Regions from separate parts of the Ovis aries genome. Here region 1 is linked to region 2. The links are chromatin contacts, called in public Hi-C maps. All regions are on one chromosome and are shown on one strand. The core of a region is the stretch at or near the end of the contact, and the rest is flanking DNA. Distances in the headings are between cores, read along the strand shown.

Region 1 (4,997 bases), core at 40-2,539, 320 kb after region 2:
GAGCTAAGATCCCGCGTGCCTTGCTGGGTGCCTCCCCTAAAAAAAGTTCAAGATAAAGATGTCAGTGGGGTTGGCTCCTTCTGTAGCACCGGGGGAGAGTCTGCTTCTGCTTCTCTCTTGGTTTCTGGTGGTTGCCAGCAATCCTGTTACCTCCACCTGCAGACCCTTCCGTCCAGTCTCCGCCTCTGCTGTCTGTTGGCTTCCCCCTTTCTCCGTGTCAGAACTTCCCTCTCCCTCCCTCTCTGATCTCTTATAAAGACAGCAGCCTAATTCAGTTCAACCTTGATTAACTGATTACATCTGCAAAGACCTTCTTTCCAAATAAGGTCATGGTGTGGGATCCCCGGTGTATGCCAATTTTGGGGGGTCAGCATTCAGTCTACTGCCCTGTCCCACAAGCTGCTTCCCGCATCTGCCCAGAATATGGGATCCCCTCCCCTCGTGTTTAGCCAGAGGCCCCAGAAGAGTGTTACAGAGTAGCCGGAGTCCTCAGAGTGCACAGGAGCGCACAGATACACACCCACCCCAGGCTTCCGCTTTCTCCTCCAAGGCCCCTGTTGGGGTTTCCTCTAATACCTTTCTCACCCCCGATCCGAGCAGCCCCCACCCTGCCGGCTGCTGTTGAAAAATACTTTGAGAAGCAGTGAGTGGTGGTAGGAGAGGACAGAACGGGTTTCAGGGAGCTTGGCTGGGGTTTCATTTGGCAGAATTACCCCCTCTGTCCCAGAAGTTTAGGGTGTCTGGCAGGAGAAAGCCAGCCGCCTCTCACCCCAGGCACCGCACGGCCTCCTCATCTTTGTATGGCCGGAAACAGGCCCAGGGCTGACCTGGCAATCAGTGTTGGGGAGGTTGAATTCAGACACCTAGTAATCAATCAATCAGTCAGTTCACAGAGCTAGAGAATGCAGGGTGTAGTGGAACACCTTGTGGGTCCAGGAAGTCCTCTTTGATTGGGAGGCAACGTCCACACTGAGACCAGAAGGATTGAGACAGGCGGTTCAGTGCTCAGCAGAGTGCTTCGCGGTCTTGTCAACAGCACTGGGATTGGTCGATTGGTCTGTCCAGAATATGAGGCAGAGAGAGAAAGAGAGTGTGTGTGAGAGAGAGGGAGACTCAAGGTGATTGTGCTGCTAGTCCGAGAGATCCCCTCACCAACTTGTACCAGGGGTAGGGATACACCTGTGCCGGAGTGCCGGGCTGGTGATGGGTGGATGGGGGCGGAGCCGGACAAGTAATGCGCCTTGGTCTTGCGAGGGGGAAAAGGGGAGCGCTGCCCAGAGTGCCCACCAGGGGGCAGTGCAGCCCCGCACACTGCGCAGGGCCCAGGGTGGCCGTGAACCCAGCCTCCCGCGTAGGCTCAGAGGGTTCTCCCAGGCGTGCTGCTCTCTGCCGTTGGATTCTGTCAAACTGCCAAGACTGCCCGTGGGCCGCAGAGATTCCGGTCTGCACAGGTCTGCACTCTGTGAAGGCCCCTCAAACCCAGATTCCAGAGAATGGATTTACCCCAAAGCTGGTGACACCTTCTGTTCTGGGCCACTCACCTGCAGGAGTCCACCCTGAGCCCTTGCTCCTTTTTACAACTGTTAGCTAATTAGGACCTCCTCTATAGCACAGAGGATTCTACTTGCTACTCTACAATGCCATATATAGGAAAATCTAAAAAAGTGGATGTATGTTGGTGTATAATCCATTTACTTTGCTGGATTTATGAAATTAGCACAACATTGTAAATCAGTTATACTCCAATACATTAAAAAAAAAATAAATGTTTCTCTTTTTTTGAGACATATACCACGAATTATGAGTGATTGCATAACAAATTAACCCAACACAAAATTATAACAGGGCTTCTCAGGCGGAGCTACTGGTAAAGAACCCACCTCCTAATGCAGGAGATGTAAGAGATGCGGGTTCGATCCCTGGGTTGGGAAGATCCCCTGAAGAAGGAAATGGCAACCCACGCCAGTATTCTTGCCTGGAGAATCCCATGGACAGAGGAGCCTGGCAGGCTACAGTCTATGGGGTTGCAAAGAGTCAGACACGACTGAAGCAACTAAGGAGGCATGCAAGTTATAACAAAAACAAGTATTTACCATCTTTCAGTTTCTGTGGGTCAGGAATTAAGCAGGGGCTTGGCTCAGCAGTTCTGACTTAGGGTTCATCAGGAGTTTCAGTGAGATGATAGCTTAGGATTTTGGGTATGAGATCTGGTTAGGAATCTCTGAGCCTGTTTTCTCATCTGCAAAATGGAGATAATAGAAGTACTCTTAGGGTTGTCATGAGGATTAGTGAAATAATTTTCACGTGGCAGAAATGGCCAATTGCCTACCTCAGGTGCAGTTCCCTCCTCTTTCTTTGCAATAGAGGCTCCAGTGTTAAGCTGTAAAGATGGATGTCTGCCTGGAATAAAAGTCTACATTCTCCTTTTCCCCCCCATCCCTTCTGTGTGAGTAGATAGAAGTGGCAGCTTTCAGGAAACTTCTTGTGATGGTACTTTTATGGGTCAGCCTGACTGGGCAAAGGGATGCTCTGATAGCTGGTAAAACATTATTTCTGGGTGTGTCTGTGAGGGTGTTTCTTTCTTTCTTTTTTTTTTTTCTCAGCTTCAGTAAGTGTCTTTATTGACTTTTAAATGGTACATTTGGGTAAGTCTTTTTTTTTTTTTTTTTTTTTACTTTACAATACTGTATTGGTTTTGCCATACATCAACATGAATCTGCTACAGGTGTACATAAGTTCCCACTCCTGAACCCCCCTCCCACCTCCCTCCCCATACCATCCCTCTGGGTTATCCCAGTGCACCAGCCCCAAGAATCCTGTATCCTGCATCGAACCTCGACTGGCGATTCGTTTCTTATATGATATTATACATGTTTCAATACCATTCTCCCAAATCATCCCACCCTCTCCCTCTCCCCAAAAGTCTGTTCTGTACATCTGTGTCTCTTTTGCTGTCTTGCATACGGGGTTATCATTACCATCTAAATTCCATATATATGTGTTAGTATACTGTATTGGTGTTTTTCTTTCTGGCTTACTTCACTCTGTATAATCGGCTCCAGTTTCATCCACTTCATTAGAACTGATTCAAATGTATTCTTTTTAATGGCTGAGTAATACTCCATTGTGTATATGTACCACAGCTTTCTTATCCATTCATCTGCCAATGGACATCTAGGTTGCTTCCATGTCCTGGCTATTATAAACAGTGCTGTGATGAACATTGGGGTACACGTGTCTCTTTTAATTCTGGTTTCCTTGGTGTGTATGCCCAGCAGTGGGATTGCTGGGTCATAAGGCAGTTCTATTTCCAGTTTTTAAAGGAATCTCCACCCTGTTCTCCATAGTGGCTGTGCTAGTTTGCACTCCCACCAACAGTGTAGGAGGGTCCCCTTTTCTCCACACTGTGAGGGTGTTTCTGAGATTAGCATTTGAGCTGGCAGACAGAGTAAAGAGGATTGCCCTCACTAATGTGGGCAAGCTTTGTCCAGTCCTTGGATGGTTTGAATTGAGCAAATAGGCAGAGGAAGGACAAATTTGCCCTCTCTGCTTGAGCTGGGGTGTCCGTCTTCTCTTGTGCCCAGATGTTGTTGCTGCCGGTTCTCTGGCTTTTGATCTGGGACCAGCTTACACTGTTGCCTCTCCTGGCTCTTCGGTCTTTACATTTAGACTGAAGCTACATGACCAGTTTTCCTTGACCTTTACCTTACAGAGGCAGATTGTGGGACTTCTCAGTCTCTATAATTGCGTGAGCCAACCGCAATAAATTTCTCTCTCTTTCTACCCTCTTGGTTCTAATTTTCTGGAGAACCTGAGTAGTACTTCTTTTAAAAGCAACTGCTATCTCTATTTATTTCTTTTGTTGTTTCCCTTCTTTTGTTTGACTTCCTGGAATGTTGATGTGGTGGCTGGAGCTCTGGTCACCATCTTGGAACATGAGGTCAAGCAGCCAATGGTTGGGATGAGAGAATGGTGAGTTGGAAGGAGTCTAGGTTCCTAAAAGTTTTGTGAAGTTGCCATACCAGCCCTGCATGGCCTACATTATACAGAAATACATTTTCACCCTGTGTTTAAGCAACTGTTACTTGGGTTTTTTGGGGGGGCGGTTTTGGCTCATGCAGCTGAGCTGAGCATCCTACCTGACTACACCCTTGGCAAGTGATAAGTAGGTACTCACGTGGTGGCTCAGATGGTGAAGAATGCTCTTGCAATGCAGGAGACCCAGGTTCGATCCCTGCGTCAGAAAGATCCCCTGGAGAAAGAAATAGCAACCCACTCCAGTATTCTTGCTGGGAGAATTGCATGGACAGAGGAGCCTGGGGGACCGCAGTCCATGGGGGTCACAAAGAGCCAGACACGACTGAGCAACTAACACAGGAGGTGCTCAGCACACAGGCAAGTGTTTTGAATATTCAAAGCTGGGGTTGGAACAGCCAACTAGACCTCATAGCTTGGATATGGGGAGTTAACAGCCAGGATGGCAGGGAAAGATCAGTGGGGCCAAGAGGCCTGGGCCATAGTTTCAGCTCTTCTTTCAACCTTCATTTTATTTTCTTTAATAGAGACTGGACTAGTTTCGGTGTTTTCAAAACTAGTCAGCAGCAGAAATTGTTTTTTCACATGGAAGTAAGTGGTATTTCTGACCTACCCAGGGATGATTCCCCTGGAGAAGGAAATGGCACTCCACTCCAGTATTCTTGGCTGGGAAGTCCCATGGACAGAGGAGCCTGGTGGGCTATGGTCCAGGGGGTCGCAAAGAGTTGGACACGACTGAGTGACCTAGCACACACGCTCTAGAAGCAGCAGTAATCTGAGGTAAAGGAGACAGCAAGCCTTCACTGTCTTGGGTTTCTTGAGGCCTCCAGCTCTAAGTGTGCTGAGACCGGAGCCTGGAGCTTCATCTTACAGCAAGAAAAGCCCAGGGCTACATCACCTTATCTCAGGAGTCTTTTCCCCTTGTGGTTTTAGGCTGAGTATCACATTGCATTTGCCAGGAG
Region 2 (5,557 bases), core at 1,910-4,409:
CACAGCCAACATCATAAACAATGGGGAGAAAACAGAAAACTTTTTTCCTATGATTCAATACAAGGCAAGAATGCTCACTCTCGCCACTTCTATTCAACACAGTAGTAGAAATACTGTAAATATCAATCAGACCAAAAAAAAAGGATAAAAGGCATCCAAATCAGAAAGGAGGAAGTAAAATTCTCACTGTACAGTGACATGATTTTACACATCAAAAACCCTAAATACACACACACACATACATATCTTAGGACTATTAAATTCAGTAAAGTTGCAGGATTAAAAATTCATGCATAAAAAGCAGTTGTGCTTCCAAAAACAGACACAAAGATCAACGGAACAGAAGAGAGAGCCCAGAAATAAATCCATGCATTTAAGACAAAGGCAAGAATAAAAAAAGGAGAAAAATCAGCCTCCTCAATAAGTGGGTGCTAGAGAATCTGAACAGCTATTTGTAAAAGAATGAAATTAACATTATATATGAAACTAACACCATATACAAAAATAAACTCAGACTGAAATGTAAGACTGACTGGAAACCATAAAACTCCTAGAAGAAAACAAAGGTAGAACAAACACCCTTTGACATAAATGTAGCAATATTTCTTTGGATCTAATTCCTAAAAGCAAAGGAAATAAAAGCAAAACTAAACAAAAGAACTCAAAAGCTTTTGTACAGGAAAGTGAAAGTGAAAACTGTTTAGTTGCTTGTCTGACTCTTTGGGACCCATGGCCTATACAGCCCATGGAATTCTCCAAGTCAGAATACTAAAGTGGGTAGCCTTTCTCTTCTCCAGGAGATCTTCCCAACCCAGGGATGAAACCCAGGTCTCTGGCATTGCAGGCAGATTCTTTATCAGCTGAGCAAAGGAAACCATCAATAAAACAAAAAGACAATCATTTGCAAATTATATGATTGATAACATGTTAATACCCAAAACACTAACCCCTTACGTTGAGCTCATACAACTTAACATCAAAAAAACAAACAACCTAATTTTTTAAATGGGGCTGCTGCTGCTTTCTTCACAGTTCAACTCTCATATCCATACATGACTACTGGAAAAACCATAGCCTTAACTAGACGGACCTTTGTTGGCAAAGTAATGTTTCTGCTTTTCAATATGCTACCTAGGTTGGTCATAACTTTCCTTCCAAGGAGTAAGCATCTTTTAATTTCATGGCTGCAATCACCATCTGCAGTGATTTTGGAGCCCAAAAAATAAAGTCTGACACTGTTTCCACTGTCCCCATCTATTTCCCATGAAGTGATGGGACCAGATGCCACGATCTTCGTTTTCTGAATGTTGAGCTTTAAGCCAACTTTTTCACTCTCCTCTTTCACTTTCCTCAAGAGGCCTTTTAGTTCCTCTTCACTTTCTGCCATAAGCATGGTGTCATCTGCATATCTGAGGTTATTGATATTTCTCCCAGCATTCTTGAATCCAGCTTGTGCTTCTTCCAGCCCAGCGTTTCTCATGACGTACTCTGCATAGAAGTTAAATTTTAAGCAGGGTGACAATATACAGCCTTGACGTACTCCTTTTCCTATTTGGAACCATTATGCTGTTCCATGTCCAGTTCTAACTGTTGCCTCCTGAACTGCATATGTTTCTCAGGAGGCAGGTCAGGTGGTCTGGTATTCCCATCTCTTTCAGAATTTTCCACAGTTTATTGTGATCCACACAGTCAAAGGCTTTGGCATAGTCAATAAAGCAGAAATAGATGTTTTCTGGAACTCTCTTGCTTTTTCCATGACCCAGCGGATGTTGGCAATTTGATCTCTGGTTCCTCTGCCTTTTCTAAAACCAGCTTGAACATCTGGAAGTTCACGGTTCACGTATTGCTGAAGCCTGGCTTGGAGAATTCTGAGCATTACTAGCGTGTGAGATTAGAATCTAAAAAAGTCAAACACATAGTAGCAGAAAGGAGAATAATTATTACCAGGTAGGGGAAAGAAGGGTGATGGGGAGATAATAGTCAAAGGATACAAAGTTGCAGTTACGCACGAAGAATAAGTCTAGTGATCTAACCTACAACACGATGACTAACAGCACTGTATTGAATGCTGGAAATTTACTAAGAGAGTAGGTTTAAGGTGCTCTCACTCATTGTTTTTGTTAAGTCGATTAGTCGCGTCCAACTCTTCTGCGACCCCAAGGACTGTGTAGCCCTCCAGGCTCCTCTGTCCATAGGACTTTCCAGGCAAGAATACTGGAGTGGGTTGCCATTTCCTACTCCAGGAGAGGCTAGTAAAGTTGCTCAGTCGTGTCCGACTCTGCGACCCCATGGACTGTAGCCTACCAGGCTCCTCTGTCCATGTGATTTTCCAGGCAAGAGTATTGGAGTGGGTTGCGAGGAGGTTGCTGCTACTGCTAAGTCACTTCAGTCGTGTCCGACTCTGTGCGACCCCATAGGCGGCTGCCCACCAGGCTCCCCCATCCCTGGGATTCTCCAGGCAAGGACACTGGAGTGGGTTGCCATTTCCTTCTCCAATGCATGAAAGTGAAAAGTGAAAGTGAAGTCTCTCAGTCGTGTCCGACTCTTAGCAACCCCATGGACTGCAACCTACCAGGCTCCTCCGTCCATGGGATTTTCCAGGCAAGAGTACTGGAGTAGGGTGCCATAAGGCATACCGCCCATAGTGGTGTGCTGTGTTTTTTCGGCCACGAGGTGGCAGCAATTCTCCCACCTGCTCACGCACGTACAACTTTGCGACCTTAAGCTCAGTTTAAATAGGAGAACAGAACACCCGAGTCCTGTGTTCCCCTTCCAATTTCTCCTTCGGGTGGTTTGTACTGGGTCTCATTAATAGAGCGGTTTTTCAAAGCTTTTCCGGCAGCGACGCTCGAGACCGCGGGTTCTCGCGAGATCGCCACCGGAAGTGGGTGGCTGCGGAGGCTCAGAGACCCCTCTCCCCGGAAGCCGGTCGTTTCTTCGGAGCTGCTGCAGCGGTCCGCCCTGTGGCGCTCTCCCCACGGAAAGAGCTCACCGGACGCGGCCCTTCCCAGCGCCGAGCTCGCCCTTTCGGCTTCCCCAGCTGTACAGAGGCGCGGCCCAGCCGGCTGAGCCCCCGAAATCCCCGGCTCCTCCCTCCCTCCGTCTGCGCTGCAGTTAGGCCGCGCCCAGAGGCCCAGTCCGCGGCAGCTCCGGCGGGTGATGCCAAATACAGCCATGAAGAAAAAGGTGCTGTTAATGGGGAAGAGCGGGTCGGGGAAGACCAGCATGAGGTCGATTATCTTTGCCAATTACATCGCTCGCGACACCCGGCGCCTGGGTGCCACCATTGATGTGGAGCACTCCCACGTCCGATTCCTGGGCAACCTAGTGCTGAATCTGTGGGACTGTGGCGGTCAGGATACCTTCATGGAAAATTACTTCACCAGCCAGCGAGACAACATCTTCCGTAATGTCGAGGTCCTGATTTATGTGTTCGACGTGGAGAGCCGCGAACTGGAAAAGGACATGCATTATTACCAGTCGTGTCTGGAGGCCATCCTCCAGAACTCTCCTGATGCCAAAATCTTCTGCTTGGTGCACAAGATGGATCTGGTTCAGGAAGATCAGCGTGACCTGATTTTTAAAGAGCGAGAGGAAGACCTGAGGCGTTTGTCTCGCCCGCTGGAGTGTGCTTGTTTTCGAACATCCATCTGGGATGAAACGCTCTACAAAGCCTGGTCCAGTATTGTCTATCAACTGATTCCCAATGTCCAGCAGCTGGAGATGAATCTCAGGAATTTTGCCCAGATTATTGAGGCCGATGAAGTTCTGCTGTTCGAGAGAGCCACGTTCTTGGTCATCTCCCATTACCAGTGCAAAGAGCAGCGCGATGTCCACCGATTCGAGAAGATCAGCAACATAATTAAGCAGTTCAAGCTGAGCTGCAGTAAATTGGCCGCTTCTTTCCAGAGCATGGAAGTTAGGAATTCTAACTTCGCTGCTTTCATCGACATCTTCACATCAAACACGTACGTGATGGTGGTTATGTCGGATCCGTCGATCCCTTCTGCGGCTACTCTGATCAACATTCGCAATGCCAGGAAACACTTTGAGAAGCTGGAGAGAGTGGATGGTCCCAAGCACAGCCTCCTTATGCGTTGAATATTGCCAAAATGCGCTCTCTGAAAATGCTCAATTGCCTTTCCCCCCACCTTTTTTTTCCCAATATTCATAATGTCGTGTGCTTATAAGTGGGCTTTGAAATGTGTGCTGCTTATCATTTTTATCTCTTTCTTCCCTTCTCCCCAGTCTTTTGGACGCTGTTTACTCAGTTATCCAGTAGAGCTTTAAAGATGGCCTTTCCGAAAAGTTGGTATGGGGTAACACTAAAGTAGGTGGTGGTGTATGTGTGTATGTGTGTTCTGATTACCTGGTTATAGTAGATATACACATCAAAGCCTTTACAATATCTTCTGTATTCCTTACAAGGTTGCAAAGATGGAATGTTATTTTATCAGTAAGGTATTAAAATGCGTTTATAATTTCTTCCTGGCTTCAATCATGAATAAACATTTGCTGTTAGCAGTTTAAAATATGGTCTTATTTGAAATAATTTGAAGGTGGTTAATATTAAAGCTATAGATTCTGACTGCCCACAGGTATTGCTTAACTGGTAAATTTGATTGTGTGATCTTGGCTCCCCCATCACCTTAAGGAGGTTACTTAGCAACTGCAGCAGTGTGGTTAAGAGAATGGTCTCTGGAGCTAGATCACCTGAGCTGAGTTAGTATTCGAGCACTAGTATTCTAGTACTTTCACTATCTCCACGAACTGAGCAAAGCACTTAATTTTACTGTTTGTTCCCTCATTTGTAAAATGTGGATAAGAACAGCACTACTTCATTGGATTAAAACAATATGGAAAGCATTTAGAGTAGGGCCTGGCACATACTAATGTGTCAGTTGTCAATACTGCCTACTAAGCCATTCTCACCCCACCCCCTCCCACTGTGAAATTACTGGATGTGAAGCCTAGCAAAATAGGAGCTACCCACTAAATCCCAGGTATTCTTACAGACTTAATGTGCATTTTCATATCTAACCTTCATAATTTGTAAGGCAGATTACTTTTATCTCTGTTAACAGATGAGAAAACTGCCATGACCTTATTAAGGTCATACAGCTGCAACTTAAGCAGTGAAATTGCAGATCCTCGCCCCTTGCGTGCCACTACTTCCTCCACTGACAGAAAAGTTAATCATAAAAATCCTAGCTTTTTAGCTATACATTATTCCTTCATATAATTTCCCAAATTTCATAGATTGTGTAAACTGAAGCCTAGTAAGTTAAGTGACTTCTCTTAAAGAATAGTGTTTTGCCTTGGGCAAGATCACTTTCCCATCTGTATTTATCTGGAAATTGAATAATTTTCAATCCGATTCTTAGATTACATACTTTCAGGAAAGAATTCTAAGGTTCCTGTTTTGAGTTGGCAATGTGATATAGTGAAATAAAAAAGACCTAAAATGCTGTTTCAGCTGCCTCATACATTGTTTTAAATGAATAGAGACAAAATACCTCTCATTTTACAAATGAGGCATTATCTCTGTATTATACAG

What was found. A called contact is a pair of places that touch in the nucleus more often than the background predicts.
Region 1: a Hi-C map of blood shows a contact between it and region 2, with 4 times the contacts expected there. The contact joins the enhancer-like site here to the promoter of RRAGA in region 2. A contact is called at or near these places in 6 of 16 Hi-C or Micro-C datasets (blood, hypothalamus, muscle and 2 more).

The regions. Positions count from the first base shown.
Region 1 is chr2:87,962,647-87,967,643 of ARS-UI_Ramb_v3.0, forward strand. All of the region lies in intron 5 of ACER2 (alkaline ceramidase 2), which reads left to right. Among named protein-coding and RNA genes, the nearest start is that of ACER2, 42 kb to the left of the region's middle. Within about 2 kb of position 1,290, at least 21 of the 54 cell types and tissues checked have an H3K27ac peak or open chromatin away from gene starts, as enhancers often do. A contact at or near this core is called in hypothalamus, where this site is marked.
Region 2 is chr2:87,637,630-87,643,186 of ARS-UI_Ramb_v3.0, forward strand. It overlaps RRAGA (Ras related GTP binding A), which reads left to right and starts at 3,160. Exons shown (of 1, transcript NM_001161864.1): 1 at 3,160-4,101. The coding sequence starts at 3,160. The coding sequence ends at 4,101. LOC121818816 (a long non-coding RNA gene) reads right to left here and starts at 2,866. Exons shown (of 2, transcript XR_006058949.1): 1 at 2,573-2,866; 2 at 1-1,898.